5 separate regions of the Mus musculus genome follow, and regions 1, 3, 4 and 5 are each linked to region 2. A link is a contact called in public HiChIP or PLAC-seq and promoter capture Hi-C data. All regions are on one chromosome and are shown on one strand. Each heading gives the region's core, a stretch centred on a gene start, on an enhancer-like site or on the middle of the called end of the contact. The rest is flanking DNA. Distances are from core to core; before and after follow the strand shown. Region 1 holds the start of Cyp27a1 (cytochrome P450, family 27, subfamily a, polypeptide 1). Region 2 holds the start of Cnppd1 (cyclin Pas1/PHO80 domain containing 1). Region 3 holds the start of Inha (inhibin alpha). Region 4 holds the start of Cdk5r2 (cyclin-dependent kinase 5, regulatory subunit 2 (p39)). Region 5 holds the start of Asic4 (acid-sensing (proton-gated) ion channel family member 4).

What was found. Promoter capture Hi-C pulls out the DNA fragments that hold promoters and counts their contacts. HiChIP or PLAC-seq counts read pairs in DNA pulled down with a chosen protein or histone mark. Capture Hi-C pulls out chosen DNA fragments and counts their contacts.
Region 1: a contact with region 2 is called in a promoter capture Hi-C map of adipose tissue. The contact joins the promoter of Cyp27a1 here to the promoter of Cnppd1 in region 2. A contact is called at or near these places in 6 of 39 promoter capture datasets (the C10 cell line, embryonic stem cells, hippocampal neurons and 1 more), 2 of 115 datasets of contacts at active chromatin or transcription factors (both in bone marrow-derived macrophages) and 2 of 9 other capture datasets (adipose tissue and liver).
Region 3: a promoter capture Hi-C map of adipose tissue shows a contact between it and region 2. The contact joins the promoter of Inha here to the promoter of Cnppd1 in region 2. A contact is called at or near these places in 3 of 39 promoter capture datasets (the 3T3-L1 cell line, 3T3-L1-derived adipocytes and pre-B cells), 1 of 484 Hi-C or Micro-C datasets (erythroblasts), 3 of 115 datasets of contacts at active chromatin or transcription factors (double positive thymocytes, embryonic stem cells and extraembryonic endoderm stem cells) and 3 of 9 other capture datasets (adipose tissue, liver and pancreatic islet).
Region 4: a contact with region 2 is called in an HNF4G HiChIP or PLAC-seq map of pancreatic cancer cells. The contact joins the promoter of Cdk5r2 here to the promoter of Cnppd1 in region 2. A contact is called at or near these places in 5 of 39 promoter capture datasets (cranial neural crest, embryonic stem cells, frontonasal cranial neural crest and 2 more), 4 of 115 datasets of contacts at active chromatin or transcription factors (embryonic limb bud, embryonic stem cells, forebrain and 1 more) and 2 of 9 other capture datasets (adipose tissue and pancreatic islet).
Region 5: a contact with region 2 is called in a promoter capture Hi-C map of embryonic stem cells. The contact joins the promoter of Asic4 here to the promoter of Cnppd1 in region 2. A contact is called at or near these places in 13 of 39 promoter capture datasets (the 3T3-L1 cell line, 3T3-L1-derived adipocytes, the C10 cell line and 7 more), 9 of 484 Hi-C or Micro-C datasets (the G1E-ER4 cell line, the HL-1 cell line, cortical neurons and 3 more), 5 of 115 datasets of contacts at active chromatin or transcription factors (embryonic forebrain, embryonic stem cells, neural progenitor cells and 1 more) and 2 of 9 other capture datasets (adipose tissue and liver).

What each region holds. Positions count from the first base shown.
Region 1 is chr1:74,712,225-74,714,924 of GRCm38.p6, reverse strand. It overlaps Cyp27a1 (cytochrome P450, family 27, subfamily a, polypeptide 1), which reads right to left and starts at 1,390. Exons shown (of 9, transcript NM_024264.5): 1 at 1,034-1,390. The coding sequence starts at 1,294.
Region 2 is chr1:75,141,319-75,144,018 of GRCm38.p6, reverse strand. Cnppd1 (cyclin Pas1/PHO80 domain containing 1) reads left to right here and starts at 1,308. Exons shown (of 10, transcript NM_026977.3): 1 at 1,308-1,376; 2 at 1,459-1,961; 3 at 2,516-2,603. The coding sequence starts at 2,535. It overlaps Retreg2 (reticulophagy regulator family member 2), which reads right to left and starts at 1,233. Exons shown (of 9, transcript NM_170755.2): 1 at 891-1,233; 2 at 544-650; 3 at 66-96. The coding sequence starts at 1,156.
Region 3 is chr1:75,505,750-75,508,449 of GRCm38.p6, reverse strand. It overlaps Inha (inhibin alpha), which reads right to left and starts at 1,373. Exons shown (of 2, transcript NM_010564.5): 1 at 932-1,373. The coding sequence starts at 1,202. Obsl1 (obscurin-like 1) reads left to right here and starts at 1,998. Exons shown (of 20, transcript NM_178884.5): 1 at 1,998-2,700. The coding sequence starts at 2,226.
Region 4 is chr1:74,853,649-74,856,348 of GRCm38.p6, reverse strand. Cdk5r2 (cyclin-dependent kinase 5, regulatory subunit 2 (p39)) reads right to left here and starts at 1,320. Exons shown (of 1, transcript NM_009872.3): 1 at 1-1,320. The coding sequence starts at 1,251. The coding sequence ends at 142. Gm16582 (predicted gene 16582) reads right to left here. Exons shown (of 4, transcript NR_151618.1): 2 at 1,834-2,006.
Region 5 is chr1:75,449,064-75,451,763 of GRCm38.p6, reverse strand. It overlaps Asic4 (acid-sensing (proton-gated) ion channel family member 4), which reads right to left and starts at 1,254. Exons shown (of 10, transcript NM_183022.3): 1 at 351-1,254. The coding sequence starts at 932.

The DNA.
Region 1 (2,700 bases), core at 141-2,640, 430 kb after region 2:
CTCCCCCCTCCCTTCTGTTCTCACTATGTAGCACTGGCTAGCCTATGTAGCATGGGCTAGCCTGTAATTTATACAGATTCTAATGCCTCTCCCTCCTGATTTCTGGGATTAAAGGTAAGTGTTGCGCCACCATGCCAGGCTTCCTGCTTGCTTGCTTGCTTGCTTGCTTGCTTGCTTGCTTGCTTGCTTGCTTGCTTACAATTTGTATTCTTTTTAACTATGCACGTGTGTGTCAGCAGGTATGTGCTCATGAGTGCATGGTCCTGGAAGGGCAGAGACATCAGATTCCCCTGGGTGGTTGTAAACTGACTGACAAGGGTGCTGACTGACTCAGGTCCTCTGGAAAAGAGAGATGTCCTCCTAACCATGGAGCCCTCTCTCCAGTCCCAGGGAATGGTTTGTTTTGCTTTGTTATTTTAAATCATCTCTCAGTACCTCCTGAGTCTGACAGGGATAGCTACACAGACAAACTTTCCTGGCTGCTGGATTTCTCTTTCTCTGTCCCCATCCTCACCCTCCTCTCCGTCTGGCAGGGTGTCGAGGTGCAATTACATCAGAAATTCCTTTGCCTGCTCCCTAATGTGTTTTCTTTCACTCCCTGAGAAGCAATCTTTTTTTGTTTTTTGTTTTTTTCTTCTGTGGACAAATGTGTCCTACAGATTGCAAAGTAGCTTCCAAAGTTAACTCCTTTGGAAGAAGCAGGAGGGGAATGGCATCTCTGAAGTAACAGGGTTCCCCCAACACCGGGCACTGTATACACTAGCATGAGTCATTCTCTCCCAACGCAACCTCTTCCTTTCCCAACTTGTGCCCACCACATTGATGATGATCTCTTGATCGGTGACACCCATCGCCTGTTTTAGCTCAAAGGATTCTCTCTGCACCCTGCATGCCCTTCCAGTTTATGGCTCGAGCCTCAGACAGTGGCGAGCTAAGTTCTATTTACTGTTTATCCCTCTTCTCTCCCATAGCCAGCTTCTTTTTCTGTCCCAGTGCCCAGACCCAGGTGGCGATGCCTCTGTCCGATGGTTACCTGGAGGTCGGGCAAGTGCAGCACATAGCCTTGTAGAAATAGCTGGAATAAAAATTGTAGCGTTCCGGTCCCCGGAAGCTCCGCCGGACTCCGCAGGCGCGGCCGGTCTTGACCTGTTCCTGGACCCTCCGTACTCTCCTGTGCCTGGAGGGCTGCAGGGATCGTGGCCTTGGCTCTGGCCCCTTGTGGGCAGAGGCCACGGCCCACCACACGCGGGTCCAGGAGCGTCCATCTCAGCCTCGTGCGGCTCCACGCAGCCATGGATCGTGCCCGAGAAGCCAAGAGTTTAGATCCAGAGACTATGAGCCCTATCCAGGCAAGGAGGCAGACAGAACTCGGGCTTTGCGACCTGGCGACTTTAAAGGCAGAGGTGGTCCCGGGGCGGGCCAATAGAGGACTAGCCAGATCCTTTCATAACCCCTTCCAATCAGGATCTGTCCTGAACACACAAACGCCGCCTTCTCCAGCTGCAAGACCTCTACTAAGAAGGCAGGCAGAGGTGGACAAGATGAACTAGGGAGCTCTCTGGAGTTAGCAGCCTCCTCATCCACGGACTCTCAAGAACTTCGCTGGCTCTCAGTCGTGAGATGGAGCACAGCAGTCAACTTCCAAGTCCCTCAGGCCCCACCCAGCTAGGCTTGCCTTTGCTTGACCTGCAGAGCGCCATCTCTGGTGTCCCTCACTTTCCAGATGGCCCGGGAACGCGCTGCTGTTCCCCAGAGGCTGAAGCTGATTGTGGACCTGGGACAGCAGTCACGTGAGGCCCAGAGAGGAGGAAAAACAAAACAAATTGCGGTATTAGGGATTTTTTTTTTTTAAGAGTATCATTTCTGCTTTTGAGAACAGATTTGGGGATTTGATTTTGTTTTCTTTTTCCCGTTTTGTTTTGTTTGAAGACGTGTAGGCCAGGCTGGGCTCAATCCTCCACCTTCCTGCCCCAACCTCCAGAGTGCAGGCATTAAGGATTTTGAACCAGTTATGGTTGCGCAAGCCTCTAATTTCAGCATTTGTGAGGCAGAGGCAAGTGAACTCTGTGAGTCCCAGGTCAGCCTGGTCTACATAGCAAGTTCCAGGTCAGCTAGAGGTAGATAATCAAACTCTGTCTCAAAAAACAAAAAACAAAAAACAAAAAACAAAAAAACTAAACTAATAACAACAATTTTTTAAAAAGAGGAAGGGCTGAAGAGATGGCTGCTCTTCCAGAGGGGAAGTTCACAGCCTCCGAAACCCCTCTGTGTGCACCAAGCATGCAAGTGGCACACAGACAATATGCAGGAAACACACCCATACACATACCATAAGTTTTTAAATTTGTATTTTTAAAAAGGACTGCCTACCTACATGGCCTGGCTTCAGACTATTCCAATAAAGCAAAAAGAATAAAATGGGACAGAAAATTTGCCCCAAAGGGGGAAAAATAACCAAGTGTTGTTTCATGAACTGTTTTATGTATATTGGAAGTTTCGTTTTCTTTTGTTGTTGTTGGGTTGTTTGGTTGGTTTGAGACAGGGTTTCTCTGTGTAGCTCCAACTGTCCTGGACCTTGTTCTGTAGACCAGGCTGGAACTCAAGAGACCTGCCTGCTTCTGTCTCTAAGTGCTGGAATTAAAAGTGTGTACCACCGGGCTGGTGAGATGACTCAGTGGGTGAGAGCACCCAACTGCTCTT
Region 2 (2,700 bases), core at 59-2,558:
TTTGAGCTGAGCACAGCAAGCAGACCACATTTGGGCATCTTCTTTAAAAGGTGGCCTATACTCACCTGTCAGAGTGTGGTTCTTCAGGGGGTGGTGCTATGGAGAAAAGGGTGTGGGGTAAGTTAAGAATACAAGAAGCACTTAGAGACAGATCCAAAGTCAGAAAGAGCTGCCTCTCTTTAACATTCTTGGTCTCAATTTTTCAGTAATCCCTCTGTCTCTCGCTTCCAGGCCTGAACCACTATGTGAAGTCCAGAGCATTCCCTTTACCCACCAACTACAAGGTGTACGATATGCTGTTTCTGAACCCAGCTTTAAATGCTATATAGTTTTGACTACTAAACTCACAAGAACATTAATTTTGGAAAAGAAACAATTCTCATTTCAGGCAATTTTCTTAAAAAAAAAAAAAAAAAAAAAAAAAACGATGGAAGGGCATACAGGATGCCTTAGGAGATAAATGGCCTTCCTGTGCCTCCCCTCAAGTAGCAGGGTGATGCACGGAGCAGGTGCATACAGTGCATGTGGAATGAAGAAACTCACCTGAAACGTCAGGGAGAAAGCGAGGATGCCAGAGATCCAGTAGAAAATAGGTCAAAAGTGAGATGCTGAGCAGGAAGAAGGGCCGGAGGGACGACGAAGACAACAACCTTAGGGAGACAGGCATCTCAGTTGAGGCTCCCAAATCCATCGAAAATCACAGAAAGACCCATGGATGGGGAGATGGCCCTCTAAGCCTCACCCAGTCACTAAGAGACTAAAAAATGGGGCCACCTGGTGCAGGATCACCGCCCCAGACGCTGACAGCCCTCCAAGGGAGGGAGCACCCGGTCCTCCCGCCCCCGCTCTCCCGCGCAGCCCGGCCCCGCCCCCTCCTCCGTGGCCGTTACCAGAAGAGGCCGTTGAGTGTGGCCGCCGTGACCAGGCTGTGCAGCGGCTTCTCCCAAACCAGCAGTCGCTGTGCGGCCGCCAGCACCGCCTCCCAGCCGCGGAGCCGCAGCCACAGGGACGTAGCTAAACGTCCCACTGCCTCGGCTGCGGCCGCCTCCTCCTCCGCGTCGCCAGTGGCCTCACCCATGCCGAGGCTCAGCCCCAGGCCCAGGCCCAGCCCCGAGGTGCCACCCGCGCCGGTGTTACCGCCACCGCTGCTCGCCATCACCGCGCCGCAGCCGCTGCCCGAGCCCGCGAGGAGCCAGGGCTGCGCGGCCGCCGCCGGGGGCGCGTCAGACGGAAGGGGGCGCACGCACGGGCGAGCAAAAAAACCTGCGGTCAAGCGTCACGTGATGAAGCGCGATGCCACGTGACGTGCCCTAACAGCCCGGATGGGACGCCCGCGCGTGCGCGTTGGCCGCTGTCGTGATCCTGCACCCACGAAGGTGTGCTTCCAGGGTGCTGGAGGGGTGATCCGGGGCGGGCGTTGAGGCTGCGAGGCCTGAGGTCTTCTCCCGGTGTTTACAGGGCGGCTGGAGACCTCTTTGTCGCGTGAGGCACTGCCCAGAGGCAGTGAGTGGGCTTTCAGGCCCCCAGGATCTTGACTACAATCTGCTTGGGATCGGGAAGGGCGGTGCCATCCCCATTACTCAACCCTCTTCGCCTCCAGTCCCCTCCCCTCAGCGGATAAACAAACACCAGCGCGTGACTTTAATGACTTCAAAGCAGCTTCACCAACTTCGAAAAGTTGTTTCTTCCTTCTTGGAGCGTCGGCCCTCTCTCTTCCCAAAATCTCTCAGCCGCAAATTGTGTGGAAGGAGTGTTTGGAAATAAAACATCCAGGCGCTGTTTGCTTTGGGGAGACCTGTTTAACATCGTACATTGAGGCTTTATATCTTTTGAGATCATTTAATTGCTGGAGTAACCATACAGAATACAGTATGTATTCGAGTGTTACAGTTTCAAACTTCTAAGGGGCATAAAGATTCAACAGATTCCCTCCCACCTTGTTCACAGTTCTCCCACCTACGGTAAGTTTCTTGTTCATCTTTCCTGGGCATTGCTGATTGAGTGCGTCTTCCCTAAAACCCAGGAAACAACTCGCCGCGTTGCCTTTGTGTTAGGCTCGTTACTATCTGTACCACGACTACAAAGCCTGGTCAGCGCGTTCACCCTTGGTGTGTCGCGGTCCCCTGGGAACCGTATTACAATTGCCCCCGGTGCTCATAGCTCCGGAGACCCGGAGCTCTCAGGTTGGGCAAGGCAGGAGGCACTTCCTGCCGGGCGCGCAGACTCGTCGGTGACACTCACTCCCGCAGCTTATAAACGCCTAGCGAACGCGGCACGGGCTGAGAACACTGCTGGCCCTCGTACCTCCTGGTTCGCCTGGTGAGCGCCGCGCCTGTCGTCGGGCGCCGGGAGGCCCAGTCGCACGCGGAACAGGAAGAGGCGTCCCACGGCCGCCTGCGAGAAGGGAGGAGGCTGCGCGCAGTCGGGCGGTGGCCCTTTCGGGAGAGGTGGGCCAACGGGTGAGCACGGCTCTGGGGTCACTTACGATTCCTTCCCTTTCCCTCCACCTTCGCAGGGTGGCGGCTGACAGTGCGATGGACCTGACTGGGCTCCTGCTGGACGAAGAAGGCGCCTTCTCCCTCACCGGTTTCCAAGACTTCATGGTGAGAGGTCCGCCTGTTCTCTGCCTCTGGGAGTCAGAACTCCCAGGCGTTCTCCTCCAGACCCGAGCGGAATGGGAGCTCTCTTACTTGTTATGCC
Region 3 (2,700 bases), core at 124-2,623, 360 kb before region 2:
TTGAAGTACTTGTTGTGTCTGCATTAGGACCAGAGTTCAATCCCAGGACCGACATAAAGAACTGGATGCGATCTCACAGGACCGAGGAGACAGACACCCGTCAGGCTAACTAATTAGTGAGGTCCTGGTTCAGTGAGAGACTGACTCAAAAACAATGGTGGAGAGTGACTAAGGAAGATGTTCAGGGTCAACCTCTGACCTCCCCGCATTTCCAGGCATATGCATAAACTAACGAAGACAGAGGAGGAGGAAAAGAGAAAGAATGGAAGGGAAAGGAGAAGAGAGCAGAGGTCAGCCCTTCCCAGGGAAGTGTAGCTGCCATTTCTGGTCCAGTGGACACAGACTATGGGAAATATTATGGGCCAGCTGTAGTCAAGACTGCAATTGGGGCCGTACTAGAACACAGTCCCTCGCGTTACAAATTCTAACAACTGATCCATTCTCAAGACAAGACACTGAGGCGGCTGACAGTCAGCTAGTAAGTGGCAAGACTGGGATTCCACTTGATATGAAATCCATACTTTCGGTACTACTACTACGCTGCCTGGAGATGAAGGCAGGGAAGCGAGGAGACCTCAGAGTGAGCCAGATGGGGCTTGGGGAGAGTAGGGGGCACAAAACGCAGGACAGACCACAGGCAGCAACAGAAGCTGTCTCTACAGAGCCTTAGCTTCCCCTTTTGTATTCCAGGCATGCTAGGCTCACTGGATCAGTCCCGCTTGAGAAGTAGAGGCTACCACCTATCTGATGTTGAGGTAGAGGCTACCACCTGTTTGATGTCGATCAGAGGGGCTTAGGAACTGGCCCCTTGCCGCAAAGCCAGCTGAGTTGTGGGGCTGCCATTCATACCCAGAGCTGCCTGATTCCCAAGCCCATGAAGTAGGTACCGGCTACTCTTCAAAGTTGACCTGCCAATCCCCAACTTCATTACCTGTAGCTGGGAAAAGGATAGCCTGGGAGACATCTTCCTCCTCTGGTTCAGAGGTCCTGTGCATGAAACCCCCAACGGCATGTCTTCGAGGCAGACGCCTTATTCCAGGATCCCCACCTTCCCCATCCATTGCTGGGGGCCCCAAGGCATCTAGGAATAGAGCCTTCACCTTGGCCAGGACGAGCTCCCGGACAAGTTCGGGTCCCTGGCAGCTGTCCACATCCCGTAGGGTCAACAGCAAAAGGAGCAGCAGAGACCGCTGGCTCACCATAGTTCACTTGCCCTGATGACAGGGAACCCACACGCTGCCCTGTGCCCTTTCTGTCTAGGACCTCCCCACTGTCCCCTCCCCATCCCACTGCTGGCCTTCTTCTACCCTTCTCACCCCAGTCTCCCCCAGTCCTTCCCACGCCCCACAGTCCCAGTCGCCCCTGCCCATGGCATTGAGACCTCCTATCTCTGACGCAGATGTCTGTGGCCCTGAGCCTTATCTCCCACTCCCGCCAAGAATGTGGGGGAAGGGGCTGTGATGGGTATTCACCCCAAGTGACCTGACCCATTCAGGCAAGCATACAACCCACTCCTCAAATACACACACACACACACACACACACACACACACACACACACACACACACACATAGAATCTACATCAGGTACCACAGGTGCCTGGGTGCTTAAGGTTGACCAGTCATCAAATCATTTGTCAGAAGGACAGAATGCACCACCCCCCTCAGACTTTCTGGCGCTCTTTTCAATCCTAGCAGCTGCTAGGCCAACGTGGGAGGGTAGACCTAGGGTTGAGGCTCTGGGCCGAGGGCAGGTGGTCCCGCCTGCTCTATACTTAGCCTGGAGGAGCCAGTCTGAGCTCTTGTCCTCCAGCTGTGTCATCAGAGAATATTTTTGGGATTGGCAGCTGCAGGCGACAAAGTCACTCAAGCCCAAGCCAGGCCCGCAGTTGGAGACCTGGAGGCCGGAGGTGGGAGGGAGGGAGGAGAAAGAGGCCCAGGCTGTGGGAGGGGGCTGGAAAGAGAGACTCCCAAGAGCAGGAAGCCCGGCCGCGGGCAGTCTAGGCTGTAGGGCCCCTCGCTGAGCAGGCAAACAGGAAGGACAGCCCCCTGAGCTCTGGGCTCCCGGCCCGGGAATTGCCGCGTAGCAGGGCTGCGGCCAGGGTCCAGGGTAAAGAGGCGAGCGGTCACAGGAGTCCCACCGGTCCCGGCGCCCGCTCCGCCACGCCCTGGTCTCGGCTCCCGGCCTTCCCGCGCGCCCAGGCGAGCCATCTGCAGCGGCCGCAATGAAGGCCGGATCAGGGGATCAGGGGAGCCCCCCGTGTTTCCTACGCTTCCCGCGGCCCGTGCGGGTGGTAAGTGGAGCGGAGGCCGAGCTCAAATGCGTGGTCCTGGGAGAGCCGCCGCCCACTGTCGTGTGGGAGAAAGGCGGGCAGCAGCTGGTGGCCTCCGAGCGCCTAAGCTTTCCGGAGGACGGCGCCGAGCACGGCCTGCTGCTGAGCGGCGCGCTGCCCACCGACGCCGGGGTCTACGTGTGCCGCGCCCGCAACGCGGCCGGAGAGGCCTACGCGGCGGCCGCCGTCACCGTGCTGGAACCCCCGGCCCCCGAGCCGGAGCCCGAGTCCTCCGAGTGTCCGCTGCCAACACCGGGCACCGGGGAGGGCGCCCCGAAGTTCCTGACGGGGCCCCAGTCCCAGTGGGTGCTGCGAGGGGAGGAGGTGGTGCTGACGTGCCAGGTGGGAGGCCTTCCGGAGCCCAAGC
Region 4 (2,700 bases), core at 71-2,570, 290 kb after region 2:
CCCTGTGGGGCAGGGGCGGCTCCTCCTCGGCCCAGCCTGGGCATAGAGCAGCGGTAATAGCGACGGTGGCTTGATGGTCCCGGGGTTTCCGGGTGTGTGTGAGGGGCTGGGGCGGGGGGCGGGCGCGGCCCCTGGGAATCCCTAGCGGTCCAAGTTCATAGTCCAGTGCTTGGCTCCGGTCGCGCAGCTGTCCCTGGCGCTCGAGGAGGAGGTGGTGGACGCGCTGCTTCCGCTCGGTGGACCCCCGGTGCTCGCCGCGGCCTCGCCCTCGTTCTTGAGGTCTTGAAAGACTTGCGTGAAGAAGTGGGGGTCGGCGTTGAGTCGCAGCATCTGCGGGCTGAGCCGCTGGATGAGGCGCAGGCAGCGCTGCCAGAAGCGCTCCTTGTCGGGCTCCACGAGGAACGGCTTGAGCGGGTAGGAGATCTCGTTGCCCATGTAGGAGTAGGCGAGGTAGAGGCAGGTGAGGAAGGCGGCCTGCAGTTCCGCGGCCGACGCCAGCTCGTCCCCACGAAGCGACTCCCGGCACAGCAGGTACACGAACACCAGGTTGGCGGGGGTAATGAAGGCCTGGTCTTGCCAGCCCTGCAGCAGCAGCGAGCGGTCCACGCCGCGGAACCAGCCCACCAGCTCGCCGGGGCTCAGCTCCTTGAGGCGGTAGCAGCGTCGGCACACGAAGTCGCCGAGGCAGCGGAGCAGCTCGCCGGTAGACGCCTGCACGATGACCCGCCGCGGCGAGCCTCCGGGCGCCGGCGGTGCCGCCTGCGGGGCTGGGGGTGGCGGCGGCGGCGGCTTTCCCCCGCCTGAGCCTGGTGGAGGGGCGGCTGCGCTGCCCCCCGACGGGGGCTCGCAGGTGGCAGCGGTCGTGGGCACCGTGGGCACCGGCACGGCCAGGGGCTTGGCTGTTCCGCCACCGTCGGGGCCGTCGCGGCCCTTGCGGAGAAGGTTCTCGCGGTTGCGTTGCTGGACCAGAGGGTCGGGACCGGTGGACGCTGGCTTGGGCGTCACCTTTTTGCTGCCTTTCTTCTTCTTGGCCGAGGCTGCCACTAGGCGCTTCCAGGTGAGCGCCGAGATGAGCACGGACGGCCGTTTGAGCCGGCTCTCGCCTTTGCCGCCCTTGCCGGCCGGCGGCGCGCCGTAGCCCCCCAGCGCCTCGTCCCCCGCGGGCGGCGCCTTCTTTTTCTCCTCCGGCAGCCCTCCCGGCCTCCGGCCCTTGGCCGAGGAAGCAGGGGAAAGCGACAGCACCGTGCCCATCCTGCAGAGCGGGGCCGGCGCCCGGGCCCCAGCGGGAACCGCGGGCGGCGCCGCTGCTGCTGCAGCCCCGGGGGACCCGGCGGTGGGGGGCCTAGCCCCGGCCCGGGCGCGCGGACGGGCGGGGGATGGAGCCGCTCTGCTGCGCCGCGGCGGCTGCTCTGAGCCGAAGCTGCGCCAGCTGCAGCGTCAGCCCCACCCCTTGGGCCCCTTCTTTCGCCACGCCGCGCCCCGCCTCACGCAGCCAATCCTGACTCTAGTTTTCTTTGATCGGCAGCTCCTCTAACCAATAGGATGTTGCATACTAATCTACTGTACCGCCTTACCCACCGCCTGGAGTCTTCAGTCCCTTACCTTTTCCCAAAGGGGGAAAAGGGGGGAAAGGAGGAAAAGGAGAGAGGGGGTGTGTGTGATTCTGAGGTCTCTTTTTCTGGCTGAGCAGGGGGTTGAAGTGAGGTGAAAATGGTCCTTCCCATCTCTTCCTCCAGATCCCAAGACCATGGGTCTGAATGTTTTGATACACTGTGATACACTGGGTCCAAGCCGCAGTATAGAAGCCATGGGAACAGCCTATCATTCGCTCACCTTTGAGTTTGTTTAGTGGGCAATATGGCAGCTTGCCCTCATCGAGACACCCCAGTTGCACCTTCCGGCTTCGCCCATCTGGATGTCCGCTTGCTATCCTCTTCATCGCCCCCCCCCCCTTGGGGACGGGGGTAGGGTGGGGTGGAGGAGACTGCTGCAGGCTCATTCCTGATCTGTAAGAGAATGCTAGTGTGTGAGACTCTGAGCAACCGAGCAAATGCACCCTTTCTCCTTGGCAGAGGGAAGGATGTGTGTCTTTGCTTCACGGAGCAGGAACAGGGGGAAGTCTAAAGACAACCTAATGAGTCTGTACTTGATTCCCTGCTTCTGACTCTGACCCCTGGACAGCTCATTTTTGATTGGTTGTCCCAACAACACATTCATCTCACCCTTGCATGCGTGATGGATGGTTGGACTCCAGGGAACTCTGGAAATTGGTTTAGTTGAAGGCCCCAGTCTGGGGTCTACTGTGTGGAAATCGGTTGGCTCAACTTCCAGTCAAGATCCGGGGTCCTAGTTGAGATGGATTTTAACCAGTAGACAGCTTCCTTGTGCTCAGACTCTAGCTGTTCCCACTCCAGCTGCCAGCTATTATACTGGGAGCTGCCGGTTTCTCTGGACCCCTCCATTCCTGCTACGGACCACATAGGCCTTGATCCCAGACTTTGAGCCTTATCGGCAGGTTGTGAGAACCGCTTGTCCTGGGCCACTTCAGTGTGTCTTGTAGGACCCTCCAGTCTGCTGTCTGTGGCTTCCCTTCCAGGAGTCTTAGTGAACCTTAGGCATTGGTGTGGGGGTTTGGTTTGGTGGGCAGAGAGGTAACTATCCATTCTGTAACAATTCTTAGAATTGTTCTTGGATCTCAGT
Region 5 (2,700 bases), core at 5-2,504, 310 kb before region 2:
AACAAAGTGGGGCTCAGTCTGTCTGGCCTTGGGATGAAGACCAGCTTCAGGGCCCTGAGTCCATCCCGAGGAATAGCCCTGGCCCCTGAACCTTGAACACTGCAGCAGCAGCAGCAGCAGCAGCAGAAGAGGAGGAGAAGGAGCTGTGCCACGGGGTAAGCCCTTCTGAGCATCCACTGCTCCTGGACTGAGGAGCCAGAGGGAAACACCAGCTGAGGGAGACACGAGGCCCGCCTCTGGTGGCAGAAGGAAGGGAAGCCCTGTTGAGGATACCCTCACGTACTACCCTCCACCCCCCACCTTAGCTTCTGGCCACCCCAGGTTCAGGTGGCCCAGCTGGTAGAACTCACCACAGAGAAGTTGCTGGCGGAGCAGTGGTGCCCACTGAAGTTGCAGCTCTTGAGCATGTCAGCAAGCTGGTGGCCAGTGCGGTTGAGGATGTCTACCATGTCAGGCTCTGGATAGCGAAGGCCAGCTGCACGGTGCCCGTCCCGGTCTTTGGGGGGCAGCCCTGTCAGATTGGCCAGGTGGAAGATATCAGCATCGCTGAGTGCCGAGTGCCGGAAGCGGTTGATGTTGCAGAGGGTGACAGCCGGAAAACCCGCCACTGGGGCTGGGGCAGCAGGGTCCATGGCTACCAGGTGAGGCCGGGTCAGGTAGCCCCTGGCCAGGCTGGCTGCCTGGTACAGAAAGGCAGCCAGTGAGGTGAGTAGGGCCAGTGCCCACAGGGTTCTGCGCAGTCCATGGGGGCCAGGGCCACAGGCCCGGCCCAGCCCATGCAGAGTGCTGGTGCTGGCAAAGGTGGCCAGGTCCCGAGGGGCTGCTGGCCCCTGAGCAGCCCCCAGGAGGCTCTGTTCATCCCCTGCCTCCTTCTCCTTGGGTTTTGCATCCTCCTCAGCAAATTTGATTTTGCACACAATCTCGATCGGCATCTGTCCCCGGCTGCTGGGACTGGCCAGAGCCTCACTGCTACTGTCCCTCCCTGGACAGCAGCCCTGGTGCCCTCCGGAGTGGTGGTGGCGGCAGCGGCTGCTCTTCTAAACTCAGGGCAACCAGGAGGAGGACGGGGACAGGGTGGGGGCCCGAGGTGGGGGCGTCACTCCCACTCCCAGCAGCTCCGCAGCCCCGGCGCTGCCTCTGCCGCTGCTGCCTCTGCTGCCGCTTGTCTCTCTCCTCGATCGTCTCCTTGTGGCTTCCCTTATCAGCACCCGCACAGCTGTCAGCCCCTGCGTGTGTCCCTGCGAGCAAGCGAGTGAGCGAGGGAGCAAGCGCTGCTCCGCCACGCCGCGCAGCCCCAGCCGCTCCGCTCAGCATGTGCTCTGGAGCCCACCCCGTGCTTAATAATTCAGGACATGTCAACAGCGTTTCACCGTCGGGCACTGGCACGGGAGGCAGGAGCCAGGCCAGGGAGGGAAAAGCCCCACCCTACCCCAGCCCAGGATGGAGATTCCAGGATCAGGGGTGCTTCTGAAACTCTCTCGCTGTACCTTAGTCAAGCGTGGGGGCCACGGATAGCCTAGTCTCGGGCCAAACTGGGAATGGTGCTATGCTGACTTCTCAGCCCATTCCTTGCCACTTCTTCTGGACCACACCCCACGAAGGGTCAATCAACCCCACTTCCCAGCTTCCTTGACTCCTGACTCCAGCCTTCCAGGGATCTCACTGCCCCACTCAAAGCAGCTTCCAGCAACTCCTTGTGAGAGCCACTTGTTTGAATGAGGGAGGGAAGGAAGGGGAGGGCAGGCAAGAGAGATGAAGAGACAACTGTGGCTTCACTCAGACTCCCCTCCCCTAGAGCCTTGCTGCTGATTTCAACATCCACCGCATCCCTACCCCTTCCAGGAGGGACCCTGGTTCCCTTTTTCTGACTTTGCCCCATATCCCAGGTTCAGTCATTCTTGTGACTGAAGCAGAGGCCACCCTGCCTGGCTCACTTGTCTGTAGCCACTTTACTAGTCCTTTAGTCTCCAAATCCCTTGCTATGACAAGGCTTGGGGGAGAGGAGGGGAATCTGGATGAGCCAGGCCGGGGAGCTAAGAGCTCAGAGGCAGGGTAGAAGGAAATGAAGCGCCCAGGAGAGCTATTAGAGCCGGTGGGAAGGTGAGTGGGGGCTTCAATGGAAATACTATGCTAAGGAAATCAGTGCCCAGAATGTCCTGTCCTCTGGCAGAGCTAGACAGGGTTGCCTTGCAGGCTGCTATCTTGGAGGGAAATCAGACACATGGGTTACCATCACGAGAGGAAGTGGAAGCCCCTATTGGCTCACCGGGAGGGGGGTACGTTGGCACCTCCCGCTTGGGGGTAGCAAAAATGGTCCACTTGTGGCCCCTGGGGGTGTGTAAAAGTGTGAGTCCTCATGGGGGAGAGGAAGCACTTGTCCTGGGAGGAGAGGGGGGCTGATTAATCGGGGTGCTAATGAGCAGCAGGGAGAGGAAGCTCAGAGGGGAGGGGGAGGCGGCTCCATCGATCCAAGCCGCGGAACCAGCAGCTGAAAAAAAAAAGTGAGAAGGGAATCGATCTGAGGGAAACGGCAGCTGCTGGGGATTAGAGCCCGAGGTCCACACGCTGTCCAACGGCCACCCCTCCCCTTCGTCAGCCTGGCCCTGCAGTCTCAGGCTGGCCCCGAGGGAGGGTCATCAGCGTAGCTCCCCTTAGGGGATTCAGGCCGCTGCTCGGCCCACCCTGGCTGCAAGGCTAGGT